2 separate regions of the Bicyclus anynana genome follow, and region 2 is linked to region 1. Evidence: chromatin contacts called from public Hi-C data. All regions are on one chromosome and are shown on one strand. Each heading gives the region's core, a stretch centred on a gene start, on an enhancer-like site or on the middle of the called end of the contact. The rest is flanking DNA. Distances are from core to core; before and after follow the strand shown.

What was found. A called contact is a pair of places that touch in the nucleus more often than the background predicts.
Region 2: a Hi-C map of whole body shows a contact between it and region 1, with 2.0 times the contacts expected there. The contact joins the enhancer-like site here to the promoter of LOC112045388 in region 1. A contact is called at or near these places in 2 of 2 Hi-C or Micro-C datasets (whole body and whole larva).

The regions. Positions count from the first base shown.
Region 1 is chr24:4,062,091-4,068,310 of ilBicAnyn1.1, forward strand. LOC112045388 (equilibrative nucleoside transporter 1) reads left to right here and starts at 3,481. Exons shown (of 10, transcript XM_052888904.1): 1 at 3,481-3,674.
Region 2 is chr24:4,105,202-4,111,421 of ilBicAnyn1.1, forward strand. The region is part of intron 3 of LOC112045388 (equilibrative nucleoside transporter 1); the gene reads left to right. Among protein-coding and RNA genes, the nearest start is that of LOC112045422, 38 kb to the right of the region's middle. Within about 2 kb of position 4,025, at least 1 of the 8 cell types and tissues checked has open chromatin away from gene starts, as enhancers often do.

The sequences.
Region 1 (6,220 bases), core at 2,231-4,730:
TGTTCGTATACTTTTCCATTTAGTACTTTTAAGCACTAAATTTCATGAAGGTTTAAAATCGATCTGATGATGGAGCCATAAAACAGACGAGGGAACTCCTCGGCGATTTACAGCAGTTACCTTGTGTTTGGGCTTGATTAATTTGTATTAATGAGAACTTTCCACATAGATAGGTTGTAACTGTCATTTAGGGGTCTGATGATGAAGACCAAGGTCAATTAAGGGAACTCCTTAACGGTTTACGGTAGCTATCTTGTGCTTGGGCTTGATTAATTTGTTGCCGAGAATTTGTATTGCTAGTATATAGGCGGTGCTTAGCCGGTGTTGTCTTAATTTAAGCCATTTCTGACAGGACCACATGAAACAACACTGTCTGCAAAATCTAAAGCTATAAGATATTCTCACATGGCTTGAATTAATACAACACCGGCTTAGCACCGCCTTCATACTGATCAGCAGGTATAACATATTATGATGTTATTTTTCACTTTTTAGTTTAGTGGGTACGTTTTTAGGTTTTGAAGTCGGTTGTATTTTTTTACTAAAATTTTTATTATGTATCATATAGTTTTCATGTTAGCACTGTAAAATAATGTGTATTTCGTAGAACAACTAAAGTGGTACAGTGTGCAGTGCCTGGGTGTATTGCATTGTATTGCATTTTACTAAAATAATGCTGTAAATACATAGGAATACCAATACGAAAAATATTAAATACAATTTTAAAATGTTTGTGGAAATATTATAATAATTATTGTTAATGATTTAAGATACTCGTAATTCCATTTCCCGAGAACTTACTTATTTTTAATCCAAACAAATCAGCGTTTTTATGAAGCTATAAATACGATGAAAACGATTACAACAATTAAACATGGATTCTACAGAAACATGACTGAAATAGCATGTAATAAAAATGCGAAGAACGTTGATTTACGATCTCTAACGAGGCAGGTCCTTAACTTCGTATATAATTCATCTGAGATCTGAGATTTCGTACTTCGACAGATGCTATCTATGCGTCTATTACTTCGTTTGTCTACGGGTTGCGGTATATTGCCAGGATGTTCTTTGGTGCCAAGTGTGAACTGCCAAGTCTTCAGATTTAGGGTTCCCAACTTGGTAGGTTTTTTCCTATTTTAGGGAAAATATTATTTTCATATTGCGATGGGATTTTTAGGGAAACCTTAGTATAACGCTATTCAGTCATTCATATTTATTTGTCATCCTGGTGATAAACATTTACGGCCATATTTATAAACATGAATTAAAATTTAAGCATCAATTTACTTCAAAGTTAAGAAAACTTTAATGAGTAAGTGATTACTTTTCGTTGTGGTAAATTGATGTTTTTTTTCATTCATGTTTTAAATATGGTCATCAGCTTATTTCCTCAATTCCTAATTGTAGAAAAATTGAAATTAAAAACTAATGCGCGTATGTTAGCAAGAGGCATAAAAAATGTCGGTTGACGAAGTTTCTCATTCTCACACAAGAACCTGGACCACCGACCACGTGAATACTCAAAGCCCTTCAAACGTACGAACATATTTAATTTAATCCTTTTAAGGCCATTTTAAAAGTGAAATATTAAAATATTTAAGCAAAACACGACTTAAACTGTGCAAATTGTAGACTATCCACTTTTATTTTGAAAAATTCAAGTTTTAAATCATTACAAACAACTTGCAACGAATAAATATATTTTATGTATAATTATTCATAAAACGAATAATAACAAAAATATCGATTTGTCAAAAATACTAACGTAAGTGGTCGCGTGGACTACATATGTAATCCATCACACTTTGCTGCACTCATATCCTGTGGTGCTTATGCGACTCTGAACATGTCTCATTTTTTTTATTTAAATATTTGTTACCGCATAACTTCGTCATTTCTAAACAAATTTTAAAAATTATTTTTTTGTTTGAAAGAGTATACTTTCAGATTGGTCCCATTTAATTTTAGTGAAAATTAAATGCTAGGACACACTAAATACAGAAAAATAAAATCACAAAAATAAACTAAAAAGCAAAAAATAACATCTTATTTTTAGCCGATTAAATCATAAACTTTTAGGATTTAGAGACAGTTCTTTCCCGAAGTTCTTTCAGAAACGGCTTTAATTAATACGTCACTGGCTTGGAATAGCCTTCAAAGTGATCATACGATGTTATGTCTGGGTGGACTACATAATTATGTAATCCACGCGACCACTCCAGGGCTGTTTAAGAACATTTGAAAAAAATGTCAGTAATTTATGTGTATTTATTTATGTTTTTATTTTACGGCGATTTTCAAGTATACTATTGGGCATTCTAAGGGGAAAATATTTTAAGGAGTTGGTAACACTATTTCGATATTTATAGACCGATTACAATATTGCCAACACTTAGCAAGGTCTTTGAAAAAATCATATTAAATCAACTTTTATGTCATTTTAATTTAAATAACTTGTTTCATCCTGAACAGTATGGTTTTACAAAAGGTAGCAATACAACTGATGCAGGGGCTAAACTTTTAAAACATATTTATGAAGCATGGGAAAGTTCTAAGAATGCTATTTTTGTGTTCTGTGATCTGTCCAAGGCGTTCGATTGTGTTGATAATATGACCATAACACCCTTCTACTCAAGTTAAGCCACTATGGCATTAAAAGTGTTGCACTCGATCTCATTGCCTCTTATCTTAGTGATAGAACACTAAAGGTAGGTATGCATAAATGATATAAAGTCGCACGGTTCCACTACCAAAATGGGCGTCCCACAGGGTTCAATTCTGGGTCCTTTTCTATTCTTAGTGTACATTAACGATTTACCATACCATGTCAGAGGCATATGTGAGATTGTACTGTTTGCTGATGAGACATCCTTAATTTTTAAGACGGACAGAAATAAAGATAACTCTGACGACGTAAACCGTGCCATATCGCATCTGTTGAATTGGTTCACTGCAAATAATCTACTTTTAAATGCCAAGAAAACTAAATGTATTGAGTTTTAATTGCCAAATGTTATAAAATTAGATAAGTCTATAATGATCGATCCCCAAGATCCCCAAGACTGTGATGGACCTGCCAATGCTTAGCTTTAAGCAATGTGTTAAAAATATTTACTTAGGTTACTACAACATTGATGAGTTCCTTAAAGATAAAAGCGCTTGGAGGCCATTGGATCAGCTTTCACCTTCACACAAAAAGTAAAACTATAAGAAATTGTAATGTTATCATCAATTGAAAATTATAATACTGTATGATTTTTTAAAAAGAGCAACTTTCGAGTTTCTTGCCGGTTTCTTCTCAGTAGAACCTGCCTTCCGAACCGGTGGTAGAATCTTTACAAATAAATGATTATTGATTTGATTTTAATTTAGAATAGAAAAGCAAAGAGTAAATCTATTTATGGGAAATAGAAAAGAGAATGCAGGGATCACAGAGTTTGACGTTTGTGATCACAGAGCACAGAGAAGCGACTAGCGCTAGCGTAGCGAGCATAGAATAAACGAAAAGTGAATTACGACGTTATTGTAGGCGGTCGTTTATTAGTTTTATGTGCACGTGTAGTTTAAATTAAATAACCTTATGTACGATTATGTGATAAAGTTTAAAGTTAATGAATAAAGAACAGACTTTCAAACATTATTAACAATTATGTGCGGTGTTTAATGTTTTGGTAAGTATTGTCTTCATCTGATAGTGCGTGTTTTAAAACGACCACGCGTTTTGCGTAGCATGTTTTAAAAAAGGTGTTCTTTTTTTAAAAAAATATTGTGATAGTAAGTAAGTTTTAAAATTTTCACATGAATCACGAAATATACATTTTAATTAATATATTTTTTTGTACTGTTTTTGCAAGGTAACTGTTGCTATGATGCCTGTTAAGTATTTACCGTTCTTGATCCCGTTTCGTTGTTTTTTGCTAAGGGAATTGTTAATTATTGTAACATTTTATAACTTTTATAGCAGTAGTCCTCTCTACTTCTATATAATGGAAAAAAATCACATTTTTTTACAACCGTAATAGCTTTGTGACTGAAATTTATTGTTTATCTAGCGTACGCCCGCGACTTCGTCCGCGTGAAATTTAAGTTTTCACAAATTCCTTTAAAACCATGGATTTTTCCGGAATGAGAAGTGACAAATTGGTTCAGTTGTTGCGGCGTTAAAGAGTAACAAACATCAAACCAAACATCCATAAAAACTTTTGCATTTATAATATTAGTAGGTTAACAAATTTTATCACAATTATTATAAATATTTAAAACCTGCATACAAAATGCAGGGTAGATATATTTTTTAATGCAGTTGTTTTAATGGGATAACATGTTAATGTACTGATTTTCATCTTTCTGATTGGTAGGTTTCCAAATCTCTTACATTTTTGTCAATTGTTTTGTTAGTTAGCACCTGCCTCCTGATCTAATTAGCGCCCACCTGGTAAACCATATTTAATCCATGAAAATAAAATAGATATTTGCTTGTATGTAGTTTTGTCATTTGTCTATTTCTATTCACAATATTTTGACCAGTGCTGGAAATTATGCCCTGGAGTTAGTGTAAAAATCATTATCTATTCTTCCTTTAAGCTGCTTACAGACAAAATGTCTCATCAGTCATCATGCGCTTTATTACAACAATATTTTACTTATCTTGCTCACAAGATTACCTCCATGTGAAAAACTCTGATTCATCATAATAATCAATGACTTGGCAAACAATCTAGAAGGAGATGGCAGCCTGCTTTTTTGCAGACTGAAACACAACAGTGTTTGAAATCTAGCCAAGAAAGATAGCTAGAATACAGCATAATGGGAGATTTGTTAATGGACTTACTCCTTCTCGCTGGGGGCTCGAGATCGTTGTGCTTGTAGGTCCATGCAAGAGGCCTATGTCCAGCAGTGGACATTTATCGGCTGACAAGGTAAGGTAAGGTACTCCTTCTGATGACCCTAACCTCTAACCAACAGACGAATAGCTCAATGTTGAATGACAGATTGCCGAGTAACAGTATAAGAGAAAGGAGAAAAAAAAAAAGAAAATCATAATAATCAACTATTATTGTTCCAATAGTCGTTTTAGTCAATGGTCATAAAGTGAAAAGCTTTGAGCAATACCTAAAGAAGCTTTCACTTAACTGTTGGATCAAGAGTTGGATACAGAAGGCAGTGATTCTTGACACAGCGCTTATTAAAAGGAGGTTTCCCGCTCTGGAGCCCTGACCACCGGTTGCTTAGCTACTAAAATATCCCGCAGTGGGAGGGTTTTGTTTGTTAAAAACTGACATTGTTAAAAATTAAAAAAAAGAGAAATAAATAAATGAGGAAATAAATTTAATTAAATATTTTATACTATAGATATACCAACAAAATGACTGCAAAAATAGAGCTGAATTTAGCTACTCCACTAAGCACGCACACACACAATTGTGTGTTTAATACTGTTAGATATTCATGTAAATACAGTATTTCACTGAACACAGTTCCTGAACACACAACTCGACATTGGGTATTTTTTTTTTAAATAACTGTCATTGTTTGCTATGTGACTTAATGAAATTGGGATAATAATTAGCTATTTTAGTTTGCCTCAGTTTTGATGCACTAGTGACTTACCTATCTCTATTATAAAATCTTTGCCTTATAACACATCCTGACCTTTGAATGTATGCAAAGAATTATGACTCACATAAATCTACATTTGAATATATTTACAAGTAATTTGTGTCTATACACATACTTAAGTGACAACATTATGCAGAGACACATTCTATAACATATTCATTAGCAATGTATATTTGCAGTGGTGTGCACAAGGTTTTTAACTAGGGTATGCACAATTAGTAAACATTGCAAAATTCCTTGTCCAACTAACTATTCTGTGGTCCAAGATTATTTTTGTATTGAGTCCTTAGGCAGTGCATTTTTGCATCTATGAACACGCCACTGTATATTTGTAATTGCCTTATTCATCCAGTGATTATTATCATCTTCATTATATCAGCCGATGGAAGTCCACTGCAGGACATACATAGGCCTTTTGTAGGGACTTCCAAACATCACGATCCTGAGTAGCCGTCATTCAGAAAATCCCTGTGACTTGCTTGATGTTGTCAGTCCACCTGGTGAGGAGTCAACCAACTGCATTTTCTAGTATGGTATAGCCATTCCAGGACCCCAACATCCATCGGCTCTTCAAACTATGTGCCCCGCCCATTGTCAC
Region 2 (6,220 bases), core at 2,775-5,274, 44 kb after region 1:
AACAATCGTCCGGGCTGGGGCCACTACGCCCACCCTTTTGTTACGGTTAGTGGCGTATTCATTAGATGGGGCCCCAGAACAATCGTCCGAGCTGGAGCCACCACCGCCGCCCTTTAGTTACGGTTAGTGGCGTATTCATTAGATGGGGCCCCAAAACGATCGTCCGGGCTGGAGCCACCGCCCCCGCCCTTTAGTTACGCCATTACTTGCAAAAGTTGAAATTTTAGCTTCAAATGTTAGTCAAAACAACACTCCTGAAACGAATACACTCATACCAATGAGTGACCTAATTATTCTAACATCTCTATTCAATTAGCTCTTCGTATTGATTCATTCATCACTCGCTCTGAATAGATCATATTAACAAAGTTGGGCCGTTACTTATACTCTATCTATACATATATCGTCGACAGTACGAACTATATCGTACATCTCGGTAGTTACATTTGTGTATCGTATTAGTTCATTTGCCACAAATGCTCTCAGAATGAATCACAATAGAATCGTAATCAGTTAACGTCGAGTCATCTTTTCATCGACCGATACGATGTCTACACATCGTTGACAACACGATCTATATCGTTATGTCTCTGTATTAAATTACTTTGCATTAAATACGATCTCGACAGCATTGCAGTAATAATAATCTATATATATCCCTACTTATAATATATATTTCCAAAATAACTATCAGGGGGTGATTAGTGATCGTTACTGATGCCAAAAATTCAATCAGTAAAATTTTTGTCTGTCTGTCGGTCTTAATTTTAATGATACTTGTTGTTAAGTACAATTATTCTTCATATTCCTGGGCAGGTTATAGTATACTTGTCATCATGCTACGATCAATAGGAGCAGAGCAGTGAAGGGAAATGTTGGGGAAACGGGAGAAGTTACTCCATTTTCACAGTGATACTACTTGGGCTGGAATAAAGAGGTCTAAGGGTGGACGAAGTCGCGGGCGTCCGCTAGTTGCTAATAAGAGTGATATCTATCACATAACATGGAAAACGTTAATTTTTAATTCCATGGTAACCATTGACTGTAACATCGCAGATCTTGTATTGCACTGTAATGTAACTCATCTGTCGCTGAGCATGGTGTTAGTCCTGGGACTAGCTCTGTCACAGTAACTATACTATAGCCTTTCTTTATGAGAACTGTTGTCATCATCATCATCATATCAGCCGATGGACGTCCACTGCAGGACATAGGCCTTTTGTAGGGACTTCCAAACATCACGGTACTGAGCAACAAGCATCCAGCGAATCCCTGCGACTCGCGTAATATCGTCAGTCCAACTGGATGGGGGTCGACCAACAACACTGCGCTTACTAGTGCGGGTTCGCCAATCCAGCACTTTGGGACCCCAACGTCCATCGGCTCTTCGAACTATTTCTAATTTCTTTGTTGGTAAACAGTACTCATCAAGAAAGGCTATAGTATAGTCTTAAAACCTTACAGTTTATTTTGCTACAAGTACGACCACCGGTACGATATCGGCTATCGTGTCGGCTAATGTAAATATTCCAACCAGTCGGCGAGCTTCACTATCAATTAATTAAATGGTTAATTTAATAGACTGGTTGCCTAGTCCAGTGGCGTAGTGTGGGTGTTGAGACTTCGCCCATGTCTAGACTAATCTAGAGTCTAAGTCTCATCATCAAGCCCCCTTCTCTTACAGTAGTAACTGTCCCGAAAAAAATATCTTTCTAAATATATAAAACCGAAAGGTCATTTACATCACGACATATCGAAAACCGCTTGATAAAAAAAGATGAAATTCGGCAGGGAGGTAGTTTATAGTTAGTAGATTAAGAGTCCACTAAGAACGGATTTTCGATAGGACCGGATTAACGCTATAGTCTGGCAAGTTCCTAGATAAGACTCCCATCATATGCGGGCTACGGGGAAAGACTGCGCGGGTGTGAAATCGTGCGTGCGGGGAAGTGACGTTTATCCGTCGTGGGTTTTCATTCATCGCTACCGGCCCGCGCGCATCATCGGGAGTGTTACGAACGAAGTTGCCAAGCTATAGTTAAATATATTCCACCAAGGTTTTGCTGACTACAACACATACTCGATAACCAGACGATACATATTAAAATGTAATAAAACATCACAGTATACCGATTAGAAATTATAGCTTTTTTCATTCCTCTTCTTTTTTTAGCGTCTCAATAGCCGGATCAGCATTCCATCACAAACGGGGCTACTTTAGGTTTTTCAATTTGTTGTTCCAGCATTTACAATAAGCCAGCGACTGCGATTAGCTTTGTTTTTTAACCGACTTCAAAAAAAGGAGGAGGTTCTCAATTCGAGTATGATTTTTTTGTGCTAAACCTGTTTTGTATTAATTTAAGTCGATTCTGAAAGAGCCACATGAAAGAACACTATCTGTAAAAGCTTAAGCTTTGTGATATTCTTACATGGCTTGAATTAATACATCACCGGTTTAGCACCGCCTTCAAAGTGATCAGCAGGTAGAACATGGTATGATGTTATTTTTCACTTTTTAGTTTAGTTGGTACGTTTTATTTTTTTGAAGTAGGTTGTATTTTTTTAATATTTTTTTTTAATAATAAACATATTATTATGATTTAATAGTAGCTGTCTTTGAAGTCAGTTAAGTCGAGACACAAGGCTTCGTGATGACCCTTTTAGTGAGCCGTGGGCGAGCGCCCATTTCGCCCACGCTTAGCTACGTCACAGTCGCCTACCCATTTACCAAATATCATAATACAACAAAAAATATGTAAGTGGTGCGCAATATAGGTCTACAGCAGGCCTAAAAAGCGTCAACCACTCGCATGAGAATAATGTCGACCGATAGCGGATTATTTTTCCTCTCAACGCAATGAAAGAGAGAGCAATAGTAATAATGTTTTGAGTCTGTCGCTATTGGTCGACATGTATCTTTCATTCGTCGCGAGATATTGCGTGAAGTAATGTCAATAGCATAGTACACAATATGTTCTTATTCTAAAACCTGTTTAGCGCGAAAGCTGGATAGATTCGAAAAGCTGAACGAAAGCAATGATGTTAAATACTGTTAGATGTGTTACTAGGTCATGAAAAATGAGGCGCTCAAAAGAGGTAATTTCCACATCTCAATGTAAGTTGTGGTCAAAACGAACGTTCTTTAAACAAATAATACCTAAATATCGTCTACAATGTCGATTTGTGTGTTCAGGAAGTGTAAAAACTATATATACATAAATAAATTAAAGAAAATTATGCATGTGTGCGCTCAGTGTAGTATTTTACATTATACAGCCTATTATTCGAATTTCTTTTTGCGGTGATTTTGTAGGGACGTAACCGATATGTAGTATAAAATTATCATTAAACGAAAGAGCACACGCACCTTCATTTCTCGTTTAGATACGACGTTTTACATAAGAATTAAAATAAAACGTTGTTAGTAGTCATATTAGTCTCAAAGACACATTAAAGTTGCAAAATAAAACCATTGTCTTTCTATTACCGAGCCATTGGCATGGTTAATTTTATTTTTTGATGGAAATTATCCCACAACCTGAAAAAAATATATGAATTTGCTAATATCGGCAGAACAAAGTAATAAATAAAAAAAATCTCAAAAAAAAGGTAAACGTAGCCACCAATATTATAAATGCGAAGTGTATTTTATTTTTTCACGGCTAAACTACTGAACCGTTTTGGATGCGAATTTCGCGCGATAGGAGTGGCGGGTGTTGGCTAATATTATATCTATATTCTTTTATTCTATCTAACTATTCTTATCTAGTGTTGCAGAGATCGTTTATTTCACTTTCTAAATTTACATAAGTTAGTGCGAGTTTGGAACCTTTTTTTTAGGAGTAGTAAAACTACTACTACTAGAGATTATGCCTATCTATGTTATCTATCTTTGAGAAACATCATGAACTTTTCTAGGATAGTGAACTCGCTAGCAATACTAACAAGAAGTTTAAATCTGAAATCGCCAAGTGGCACAGATGGGCGAGCCGTGTTCTGGACTAAAGCGCTATAACTATAATTTATCGCGTAGGCACCGCGTAATGTAGCATTTTTCACTGCAATGCGTGAGCCTGCGGCCGTTCTGTAGTGATGATCCGATAAAATATCGATACTTTTGTTTCTATATATGCGGTAGTAGAAAATGTATAGTAGTAGACCACGTCCAGGGATCTAGGGATGCAGCCATGCTTATTAATGTTATCGAGCAGTATCACCGTCTCTGTATTGAGGGGTAAAACTGAAGACAATGTTAAGCGAATGCATTAGCATTGCACGACTACAACATGTCTGCAAAGTCTCCATGCGGTCATGCCTCTTTTACAGTTGATGGTTTTACATTTAGTACAACATTCATTTGTGGCCAGTATGTAGTACAAATAGTAGGAAAACAATATACATATATAAACCTCAATTTTGCAATCTGTTCGTTCCATCAACAACCTATCTACTACAAAATTAAAAAAAATATATTATTTACTGCTCTATAATTGTTGTTGGCAGCGACACTTACATAATTGGAATCAGACATCACAAGGTAAGTTTGTTTGATTCTTAATTATAAAGCTGAAGAGTTTGTTTGTTTGTTTGATTTTTAGATAGCCCATTTATCGAGGAAGGCTATAGGCTATATATTATCGCCATATTCCAACGGGAACGGGAACCATGCGGGTGAAACCGTGTGGCGTCAGCTAGTCCTTAGATAAAACATCCACCATGAGAACTTAAAACCGATGAAAACTATCGATAACATTATCTGTATCGATAGTTCCGACTTTTAGTACTCTTTATTTAACTATCCGAAGACGAATGAAGTAATTACCTACTCATTTTTGCACGAATTGTACTTTAGTGGTACCGAAAAGAGAAGTATCGATGGGTTTATGTAATTCGATGTTTACTAAGTACCTACTCGTGTATTTAAGTATCCGAACACATTAGTGAAGTAAAAATTTTAGTATCGATAATTTAGTTTAGCGGTACAGGACCATCACTAGTTTCGCTGCGGGGGTTACGGCAAAGTTTCCTAAATTAAACGTTGCCATTCAACTTTGTAGGTGCCGCATAATGTTGCAATAAACTAAACGGCTAAGAAACGGTTTCCGTTACATTGTTTTACGATTTACATGGTGTTATGGTTTATTTTTTATTGAAGTTTGGCCAAGTAGGGTTCCGTGTTTCCGTCTTAGCTAAGCTTAACATTACATTTAATACACGCATCCTCTATTTCTATTAATATTTGTTTCTATTTCTTTAGACGAACATTTCAATTAAAATTTAATTTAAAAAGAAAAAAAAACACCTGAAATCTAATGAATTATTTTAAGCGTCGTCTTCCTTCTTATCTCAATGATCTAAAAGTTCTAATAGTTGTTGAAAATATGGGTGAAATTTAGAGCCTTCTAGATGTGGCTTAAGCCATAGTAGGTACCTCTACCTACTAGTATAGCTTAAGCGTTTAGCGTTTATGTTCTGTTTTTTTTATTCTTTACAAGTTAGCCTTTGACCACAATCTCACCTGATGGTAAGTAATGATACCATCCTTAGATCTTAATAGAAGCGGGTTAACTTGTTAGGAGGAGGATGAAAATCCACACTCCTTTCGGTTTTGTGATTCAAGACATAGAACTAGAGCCTTACTGAGTGACCAGACTTTTGTGATTTTATTAAAAACTGTCAGCCGCATGGGCTATATTGAAAAACACCATTAAAGATTAAACTTTAAGGTTCATAAGAAAGTTTTCCTCTCTCATACTTACTTTTACCCTATCTAAAGCTTTGGTCTCTTGATCGTGCCTGACTGCGACGGAACAAAAGATCACTCTTGACGTTTATCATACGACTAGCTGACGCCGCGCGGTTTCACTCGCGTGGTACCCGTCCCCGTAGGAATACGGGGATAATTATAGTCTATAGCCTTCCTCGATAAATGGGCTATCTAACACTAAAATAATTTTTCAAATCGGACCAATAGTTCCTGAGATTAGCGCGTTCAATCAAACAAACAAACTCTTCAGCTTTAGTATAGATTGCGTTTCCTACGATCAAGAGACCATAGCTATAGGAGGATGGAGTGTCAAGCTTACAGCTTTTATAAAAAAGTCTTAATGGCTCTTGGTCCAATAATTCTAGCACTAAAACTCTACTAAAAGTAGTTTTCTCTTTGGTAGAATTCTCAGCAAACTGTGACATCTATTAGTCAAATTAAAGTCAAAAGTTT